2 separate regions of the Nothobranchius furzeri genome follow, and region 1 is linked to region 2. Evidence: chromatin contacts called from public Micro-C data. All regions are on one chromosome and are shown on one strand. Each heading gives the region's core, a stretch centred on a gene start, on an enhancer-like site or on the middle of the called end of the contact. The rest is flanking DNA. Distances are from core to core; before and after follow the strand shown.

What was found. A called contact is a pair of places that touch in the nucleus more often than the background predicts.
Region 1: a contact with region 2 is called in a Micro-C map of tail fin, with 4 times the contacts expected there. The contact joins the promoter of enc3 here to the enhancer-like site in region 2. A contact is called at or near these places in 2 of 2 Hi-C or Micro-C datasets (skeletal muscle and tail fin).

What each region holds. Positions count from the first base shown.
Region 1 is chr8:58,296,857-58,301,979 of NfurGRZ-RIMD1, reverse strand. It overlaps enc3 (ectodermal-neural cortex 3), which reads left to right and starts at 2,521. Exons shown (of 4, transcript XM_015970536.3): 1 at 2,521-2,742; 2 at 3,920-4,954; 3 at 5,041-5,123. The coding sequence starts at 3,932.
Region 2 is chr8:58,253,420-58,258,646 of NfurGRZ-RIMD1, reverse strand. It overlaps arhgef18b (rho/rac guanine nucleotide exchange factor (GEF) 18b), which reads right to left. Exons shown (of 31, transcript XM_054752362.2): 29 at 2,983-3,319; 30 at 1,863-2,006; 31 at 452-1,467. The coding sequence ends at 1,223. Among protein-coding and RNA genes, the nearest start is that of enc3, 43 kb to the left of the region's middle. Within about 2 kb of position 1,741, at least 1 of the 3 cell types and tissues checked has an H3K27ac peak or open chromatin away from gene starts, as enhancers often do. A contact at or near this core is called in tail fin, where this site is marked.

The DNA of each region.
Region 1 (5,123 bases), core at 1,272-3,771, 43 kb before region 2:
CTCTCATGAGCTGTGGCTCCGAGTCTGGCCCAGGTCGAGCTCACTGGTCGGATACGAGGGCTCTGCCATCCCTCTTGGAGCCATGGAGGTCCCTGGTGGGATCCCAAGGTCTTGGGTACCGAGCTTGACTGAGGGCGCTCTGGGTCAGATCCACCGGTCAGGGACCCCCCACCAGGGCTCTTACAGGCTTCCGGGTGGGTCCCAGGTCCTGGCTTTGGGTCGGGCCCAGGCACCCAGGTGCGAGTCTACGGGTCAGAAACCCTCTCCGAGACTCCTGTAGGCTACTGGAGGGCCCCCGAGGCCCAGGTACTGAACTGGGCCCGAGTCAGGCACTCGGGGCTGGATCCATCTGTAGCAGACCCCCCCTGCTCCTGGAGGCCGCTGGAGATTTAAAGCATAGGTGTGGACTATAACATGAACAATAGCTTTGACACACATCGTTAGAAGTGGCATGCCTAAATTAAATACTGCCTTTTATTAAATGTCAGTATCTGTAGACATGTTGGGGCCTGTCTCAACAAAGAAGTTCACACACTCACACACACAAAAGTCTTAATTTCTCAAATTCCTGAGTATTTGTTGCTCATAACTACACAGAAAACATGTAGCCTCCTTTCCTACTATTCTAAACTGACCCGTTTGTTTGTTGTCCAGAAAAGTTGACTTAACGCAGTGGCATTCTTCATACATTCTTTATAAATCTCCCAGGCACTCAAATCTTTCTGAAAATGCCAGGAATTTGGCTGTGGAAACAGTCTCATGCTCCTCAGAGGGACTTGACCTGCAATCATATGATCATTAAATACAGTTGAATATGTGGAGTCAGGCCTGGTACTGCAGGAGAGAGAAGATGCTAGTCTGTGTCTGCTCTATATAGTCAGTTTTTTTAATTGCGTGAATATTAAAGGAAACATTTGCTTCTCAGAAATCACCAGGCTCGAGCTACATTAGAACTAAAGACCCTAAAATTGTGCATCTATAATTTATTTTCCTAAAAACACACAGAAATCAAATTTTAACTTGATTGCTGTGAATTTAAACCCCAAACTTTGCAACTTAATGATCATCAGAATTTTTCACTAAGACAGTCAAGGCTTTAATGCATATTTTAGTTACTCACGCCGGGTTAAAAAATGCACAGAGAGCATATTTTAACAGTTGGCTCGAAAATTCTAAATAATTTATTAACATTTCTGTGAGACTGCAACTGTCTGAGGATAGTGATGATGGGCGTGTTGAACAGGATCTTGCCTTTCTAATCCACTGCTGCAGACCAGACTATTAGTGTCTCAGCTACATGTGCAACATCATGCTTAGTGTTCTGACTAAAATGCAATCTGCTGTGATTATAAGAGTGAAAATTATACAGCTTTCACCATGGGAGTCTCTTGGTGTGTCTGTGTCATCATTGCAACATGGTGTTAGCTTTACTCTGTTGTTATTGGAATAAAGTTCAATTTTGAAATATATAGAAATAATAAATTACCTGCACTTGTACAGCGCCTTTCAGAGTCAGAGGACTCCAACTCCTTACACGAGAGAGTATCATTCATCCATTCACACACACACATTCACACACTGATGGTGATGAGCTACATTGTATCCACAGCTGCTCTGGGGCATGCTGATGGAGGCGAGGCTGCCAGGCACAGGTGTCACCGGTCCCTCCGACCACCACCAGCAGGCAAGGGGGGTTAAGTGACTTGCCCAAAGACACAACAGCAGAATTCTCGGTCCGGAGCCAGGATCAAACCTGCAAACTTGCGATTACATATACCGGTATATATAAATATATATATATATATATATATATATATATATATATATATATATATATATATATATATATATATATATATATATATATATATATATATATAGATAGATAGATATAGATATAGATATATAGATATAGATATATAGATATAGATATATAGCTAGATAGATAGATAGATAGATAGATAGATAGATAGATAGATAGATAGATAGATAGATAGATAGATAGATAGATAGATAGATAGATATTTGAACTTTATTCAAACAACAACTGAGTAACAATATGTTGCTTCAACTTCTTAACACTATTAGGGACTTCTTGCATGCTTGCAAATGGATTTTCAGCACATTTCATGTTGTTTTACTCTGCTTTGTCTCAGCCAACAAGATCTCAATGTTGAATTAAAACAATTTCCCCTCAGAAGTGTTGAACTGAAGTGATTGTTGCGTTCATGTGGGCAGATAGTCTGGCAGTAGCCTGGCAAGCCAGTTCACTAGGCTGAGTCTGGCAGGTGTTTTGGGGGTGATTCATGGCATTTGTTTGGGACAATAAAGAAAAGGCTTTTCAAGGGAACTTCAGCTGATTGGTCAATAACAGTAGAAATGGGCGGTATCAGCAAAATGCAGCGGATGCTTTCAGCTGATTGGCTATTAGCAGCAAGAGTAGGCGGGGTCAGAACAACACAACGGCTGCCTTGGTTCTTTTCTCTCCGCTCTCTTCGTAGGCTTGTGGCTTTAGACCGTAAAACACACGGCTACTAACTTTTCTCATTGTTCGTCCGCGGACACGCTCAGAGCTCGAGGATAGACCAATGGCCCACATGTTTTTTAGCTGTTTAGTTCGGAGCTTCGCTTTAAACTCGGAAGGCAGATTTGTCTAAACTGCGGCGCAACTTCAAACAGAATCGACGACGAAGTTGTAGCCGAGATAAAGGAATCCGGTTCGGCCCTGCTGTCCCTTTCAAGGTAAGCATTAGACGCGTAATCCTCCTAAAAGTGTGGACCACGAGGAGTTGTGCTTTTGTGACGGTTCTTTCGTTTCCGAAGTGTGAGGAGTTCCGTTACAGGGTGTAATCCGGGAGCCTTTGAAGTCGGATGTCACGAGCAGCAGGCTGGATGTTTTCCGACTGCTGCTAACTTTGGAGGAAAGTTGAGCGCAGGCTGAAACGCTGACCAGAGTTTACTGCACAAAACAAGTTGGATTTCACGCTAAGTTCCTCCACGGAAGTCCACCGTCCTCTTTCAGCGGAACTCAATAGGCGACTTAAATTTATCTACTTTGAAACAATAGAGGCTTCAAAGCGGAAGTGATTTATTTGGTCATGTTCTAATAGACTGCTTTGTGCAACCCCTTTGCTGACGGTTATTTTTGTGAAACGATCAGGTCTATCTGGTTCAGCACATAGACGTGCTCTAAATATAGGTTTAAATCTCATTAAATCATGCCTTCCTACTTATTACAGGAGCTGTGAGTGTACACAAACCTTCAGTAGATGATCTGAAGGATTCTGTTTTAATCTGTTCCAGTCTGGTTGCATAAGTGTATCCTTAAGGAGGTGCTTTGGGGTGTCACATCAATATGTGGGCTTGGAAGCTTTGCTCTTGGCACCATCTTGCATGTGAGCCAGCTGAGGAACAGAGTGAGCTGGTAGGAATTTATTGGCTTTTCTTTAGTTGGAGGTGACTCACAGCCCTGAATTGTTTATAGGGGCCCTAAGATGTGATTCAGGATAGCACGCCCAGGTGTTGCTTCTTTGCTTAACATTGGTTACAGAGTTGTCCAGTCAGCTTAGGTTCAGCTAGTTCTGACAGTGATGTATGTTTTATTGATTTTTCCAGCATACATCTTTATGACAGAGTATACGCAACGTGTTTCCTTTGAAGACCTCCTTATCTGATCTTCTTTCATCTGCCTGCTGTTTAAAGTTCATTTCCGCTGAACTGATAAAAGTCTTAGTTTGGAACAATCATTTAGCAGCTGCTGGTTTTGTTCATTCAGAATAAAAGTCTGGTAACGTTCACTCCAAGTGAGGGGCATGTTTAGAAAACCACCTTTCTCTCCAGCTGTGTTAGGAATCAAACTGTTGGCTCAACGTGATGTGAAGCATTGCCTCTTTCCAACTGCTTCTTTTTTGCCATATAGGTCGAAGTCAAGATGTCCGTCACCAGCCACGAAAACAGAAAGTCTCGCTCCAGCTCTGGCTCCATGAACATCCAACTGTTCCACAAAACTTCCCATGCTGACAGCTTGTTGACTCAACTCAACCTGCTGCGCAAGCGAAGAGTCTTCACAGATGTTGTGCTGAAAGCTGGAAACCGCTCCTTCCACTGTCACCGGGCTGTCCTCGCCTCCTGCAGCCGGTACTTCGAGGCCATGTTTAGTGGTGGACTCCGGGAGAGCCGCGATGCCGATGTCAACTTCCACGACTCCCTCCACCCTGAGGTGCTGGAGCTCCTACTCGACTACACATACTCAGCCAGAGTTATCATCAATGAGGAGAATGCAGAGTCACTTCTGGAAGCTGGGGACATGCTTCAGTTCCACGACATCAGGGATGCAGCGGCAGAGTTCCTTGAAAAGAACCTCCATCCATCCAACTGCCTTGGGATGATGCTGCTATCAGATGCCCACCAGTGCCAGAGACTGTATGAGCTGTCCTGGAGGATGTGCCTTGGAAACTTTTCTACTCTCTTCAGAACAGAAGATTTCCTCAGCCTGCCCAAAGACAAAGTCCAGGAGCTGATCCTCAGTGAGGAACTGGAGGTGGAGGACGAGAGCCTGGTGTATGAGGCCGTTATCGACTGGGTGAAGGCGGACATGGAGCGAAGACACAATGAGCTACCTGAGCTGCTACGTTGTGTCCGCCTGGCACTGCTGCCAGAGTCCTACCTACTGAACAATGTTGCTTCAGAGGAGCTGGTGATTTGCCACAAGGTGGGTCGAGAGATTGTTGAAGACGCTGTTCGGTGTAAAATGAAGATCCTTCAGAATGACGGGATTGTAACGGGGTTCTGTGCTCGGCCAAGAAAAGTCAGTCAGGCTCTGCTTCTGCTGGGTGGACAGACTTTCATGTGTGATAAAGTCTACATGATTGATAACAAGACCAAGGAAATCACCCCCAAAACGGACATCCCTAGCCCAAGGAAAGAGTGCAGTGCTTGCGCTATTGGTTGCAAGGTATGTTTGTGATGCCAACTGCAATATAATCATCTTGTAAAATGTTTGGTGACGAAAAAAAATATTTTCCTGTCCTTCTGCTTTAGGTTTATGTTACTGGAGGCCGTGGTTCTGAGAATGGAGCCTCCAAGGATGTCTGGGTCTACGACACGTTACATGACGAGTGGTC
Region 2 (5,227 bases), core at 492-2,991:
CTGTCGTCCAAACCTTCGAACCTCAGTTAAAGTGACAACTTTACGTAGTAGAAATGTACCATCAGTCAGCCGATTGGTTAGCCTGCATACGTCAGATCACAGAAACCTATTCCAGTGACAAAAGATTTTATAAAAACACAAACTGTCCATCAGGGACAGTTTAGAGTTCGGCTGGAGGACACAAGCACCAGCTGGAATATTAATGCTCCAACAGCCAAGAGGATAGAAAGTGTCGTCTCCCACGTGTTTCCTGCTGCACCATCAGCCACCTTAAATGTGGGTTAACTAGTGCATCATTTAAACAAACAACTGTCCTGGTGTCCATGATGATGAGATACTTAAAGCAAGGATTTTGGGAAATGCTTCCCCAGTTCAGACAAACTCAAACCAATTTATTGTTTTCTTTGTGCCTAAACATAAAAAAAAAGAAAACATTAATATAAAAGCCCCCTAAATTAGTTGATTTTCGTCATGTGCCAAAAAAAATAAAACACTCCTCCTGCAACTGTAATTTCTGTTTTATGTTTTCTTTTTAGGGCAACAGTTAAACATTAAAAGGCCAATATATTCATTTAATTGAAATAAAGTAGAACAGTCTAACAATTCAACAAAAGTGGAAACTACAATCAGTTCTTACCAAATAATTATGATTAAGACCAACAAACAAAAATCAAAATCAAATGAAGCTTCGCAGTATGGACAGCCGTACAATCGCATTTTACATATTTTCCACGTTAAAGTACCTTCATTAGCTTGGAATGGAGTATTTTTACATTTGTGCAAACGAAAGTTCAAACAGGCTTGGATAAAAGTCTCCGGTCCTGCAGAAGCAAACTGCGAAGAGCAACTATCCATCGCTGAACTCACCTTCTTCATTAAAAGATAAAAGGAGTCTTCTTTTAGAAACATCCTCTTCAGTTCTTTTGTTGTCTTTGGGTTAAAAACAAACAAAAACACAACAAGACACCTTTGTTTTACTCCAGATTTCCACCCCATAATTAAGCTTTGATTAAAAAAACTACCTAAATTTTAAATAAAGGCAGTTTAGATAGAAATACGAAGTCAATGTGTCCAAACGGAAATGTTGAGCCTTTCATTGAGCCGCTGCTCTGTGTGGACAAATTAACCGTGCCGTCACTGATCAGGCCTTGTGGTTCACTTGGGATCAGTGGATGTCCTGTGCTTGTTTTGTTTTAAAATCAGTGCTGCTTCTGCTTCTTCATTAAAAAAATATGACGTCCTCCTTATTGAGGTCGTCTGTGGCGATGGAGTAAGGAGGTGGTTTGCTGTGGCTCAGCCCGTGAACCTGTGTGTTTGGGCCATGGCTCGTCGGCTGCAGCTGGATGGGATCAGAGCCCTGACACTGGGGAGGCATGGAGGGAGGGGGGTGGATCGGCATGGGGGGCTTCTGCACATTTGGAGGATGGGGAGCGTCTAGTCCGAGGCTGTCTGGAGGACTCAGTTGATCTGTCAGACACAGAAAGGAACATCAATGAGGACAAGGGATTACTCTAGAAAGGACACAGTAGTCAGCAGTGTTGGGTTATTAATCCAAACTGCTATCAATTACATGATCGTTCACCATTAGCAGTAATTGTGAGAAAACAGGATTAAACTGTGTGTCAGCAGTACAGGTGGTCATCAATCAGAGGGAAGCATGTGAAACTGATGGGTGTTTACACAGGGTGAGGCCAGCAAAGCCAGCTAGGCCAGCTTTAGAGAGGAATGTGAGAGGGCGGGGTCCGCTTTGCCCAGGTGAGGAATTCTGTGTCTGTGAGAACCGATGTTACTAAACACAGCAGGCAAATGCACACATGGACCGATCGTGTTTGGGTTTGTCCAGATCAGGTGCAGAACGGTACCTGAGTGTTGGTGCAGGGAGTGGGACTGAGGAGAGGCCGCCGAGGGCGTCTGCTGGTGGGGGCTGATGGAGCGCTTGGCTTTCAGGACGTTGTCCTCTCTGGAGGACAGTTTCAAAGGAAGCATCTGCTTCATATCAACAGAGGCTACGAGGTTAGAAAGAGATGACAAAATATTAGATTGTTGTTTTAAACCAAAGTGACTGAACAGGACAACATCTTACAACTGTATGTGGGTGGGAGGGGGGAACCCACGGACACCAGTCTCCTGCAGAAACTAAAGTTCATGTGTTTTCTACTAAGGTTGTAGTGTTAAGTTGGTCTTGAAGGTATCAGCTCCACCCCAGAAAACAGCCTAAAGGAAGCAAAGTCTAGGAACGAAAGCACACCAGTGATCTAAGAGTCATCCAAGGTGACCCAAAGCAGGCCCAGACACGCATCTCATAACATTCTTCTTCACATATTTGGTGTCATTTCAAAGAGCAACTCAAAACTTGTTTGCCTCTTTGATAAACACCCATGTTTCCCACAGGCTGACGGGATTGACAGCAACACTGTTGCCAAACCTGCAGGGAAGTAAAAGGTGCCAAAAACGGAATTTTCGGAGTAGTTTCTTGCGTCCTTTACTCCTTCATTCAGGATTCTAGCCTGAGGGATCTTGTAAAGATGCTCTAAAGTCAGCTCTTACTGGTGTAAATAAAGCTCCGTCTCTTGTTTCTTCAATACGTTTGCCATGGTCTCTAGTATAAAAGAATGACTTAGGGTTGCTTTCTGTAGAAAAAAGCTCGGGCACTCCTGTTTCAGGAAGTAGAAGTCAGCCAACAGAAATGGGTTCGAGCGGGGGGGCAGAAAAAGGCAGGAATAGGAATCTTGCTCACTATTATTCACAATAATCAGAAAGCTTGCCTCTGATTGGCTAACAGAAAATTTTGCCATTTTGTGGAGTTGTTAAAGCTAGCAGTTAGCTTCTACTTGCGAGACGTGCACTGCGGTCTCCTGGACGCCAAATCAACAACACACGGGCAGAAGATTACATGTTAAACTCAGAGCGACTGATCATATTTCAAAACCAAGAAGTTTCTCAGAGAAGATACTCTTTAAGAGACAGACCCTGGGTCCTTACCTGTGCTGTCAGTGCGGTGTGAGGCCTTTCCGCTCTTCCCCCCTTTTCCTTTGCCACTGTTGATTGCTGCCAGTTTGGTTGGGATCTGCTGCTGCACCCCAACAGGTTTGTGCTGCTGGTTGGTGGTGCTGAAAAGATGGAGAGGCACTTCTGTCTTCAGAGGCAGTGTGGAGGAGCCTGCCTCTCGCCTCAGAGTCACTTCAGGGCGTTCGGGGTAGTCGGCGGGAGCGACGGACAGGCTGCCACGCACTATGGGCTTATGGGAAAGAGGCAGGTCAGACACAGCGGAGGAGCTGGACAGGAGCTCCCCGTTCAGACTGCCAGAGAGTGGGGCCACCTTAAGGTGAAAAAAATAATAAAGACTGCATGTTATTAAATAAGACATAAGCTTGATCTTGTCACAAACACAATTTTCCAAGAACTGAAACACTCCGCTCTAATTATTAGCATCGATGTTTGATTCGGTCTGGAATGGAGATGTAAAACATCTGGTTTTCATTTTTACCCCAACAAGCCTGCAGAGAGCATTTTAGCTCTAAAATGAAAGAAGCCCAGTAGTGAAGGGTATTTATGGGACTAAAGAGAGAACCGGAAACACACTGAACTTTTTCTGCTGAGCATGCATTATAGAAAGCCTTTGATGCACTGTATGTGCAAACATGATGAGGAAAATAAAACCACTAATGGCCCTTGTGCACATAAAGGCGTGTCTAAAAAAACAGGTCACTGAACAAGTAGTGAAACAAGGAAACAAACGTCATGAAAGCCGAAAGTAAAAGACAGACTGCTTTGTTTTTAAAATCAGTGGAATACAAGCCAACATCAACATTGGTTTTTTTACTTATTTTTGAAAATGATCGGCCACTGATCAGGCTGAATGTGAAAATAGTCTTCTACACCTATCTCCTGCATTATCTTCTAATAGGTGAAACGCTAAGATTTAAAAAGCCTGACAGATCCATGTCACACTGTCACTTAACATGGACTCATCCATTTGACTCGCGACTGAGAAGGATGCTGTTGGTTTATCGTCAGGAACAGCAGACCATTAGCATAAGCAACTCCACAACACAGCAGAACTCCTTCAGGCTTGAGTTATTTGTGGAGGTAAAACAACAAGGTTGCAATGCAGTCAGTGGTAGTTGTGTTGTTGTTGTTAGCCAATCCAAGGTGAGATGTCCAAATATCAAGAAATAAGACTCCAAATCCTGCCGCCTGAAGCTACTTTTACCTCCAGCTGACTTGTACTTCCTGAAACAGTTGCATTTGAGCTTTAATGCCCCCCAGCATATGACTTACAAGCGGAGCAGATTTAATCATTAAGATCATTCATTTCTACTAGAGACCACTGCAAATGCATTAAAAAATGAGTGAAGGACCTCTTTAAATTAAATGAAAGCTATGGGTCTCCTAGAACATTACATTTGAACATGCTAAATCAGTTTCATTAGACATGGTTTAAATGGATTTCCACACAGGGATGAAACTTTGGGGGAAAGCACCTAACCCATACCCCAGCCATGGTTGCATCTGAAGCATTTCTCTTTAAAACACTATTTCTACAAATGTCATCAACCTTTAATCTGGCCAGCCCTCCGTGATGTGACTTAAACCTGAAATCAGTGCACATCTGATTTGTCTGGTATGTAGCCCACATTCAACATGACTGATGATGATGATCCTAAACTGTGTAATGATGAGTTTCCTCCAGCTGTGACCACAAAGCAGAACGTGATGACTCTGGTAAAAGAGGGGCTCCTTTGTGGGAAAACTACCCACATCTCCTCGCCTGACCCTACCTTCTTACCCCTTCACTTCTCATCTTTCAGCACTCACTCATCTTGGTACACAGATGTGCATTTGTTCTTGGAACAAGGTGGTCTGCCGTAACAGCATAAGAACACAGGTATCCGGGTTACTGATGCATGCAGAAGCAACAGAGACATCTGACTGACAGCACATAAACAATTAGCCCTGACTGCCTTCCAGAGGTCTTTGGTAATAACAGGTTAGAGCTGGCTAATTATACAGCCAGGTTCCCCTCGACGTGAAAACTGCCTGGATTCTCCCCAATCATCTTTACTAACATTGAACAAGATGTCCCCTTGTTACCCCAGCTGGAGGAAAACAGGTCAGGTAAAGGCTAGGGTCGTGTTACTGCCACTCGGGGGAGGGGGAAGATGCAACCTTACAGGGTTCAAAGATGGAGTGAAAGTCAGAGTTGATGATCTTAACACTTTGTCCT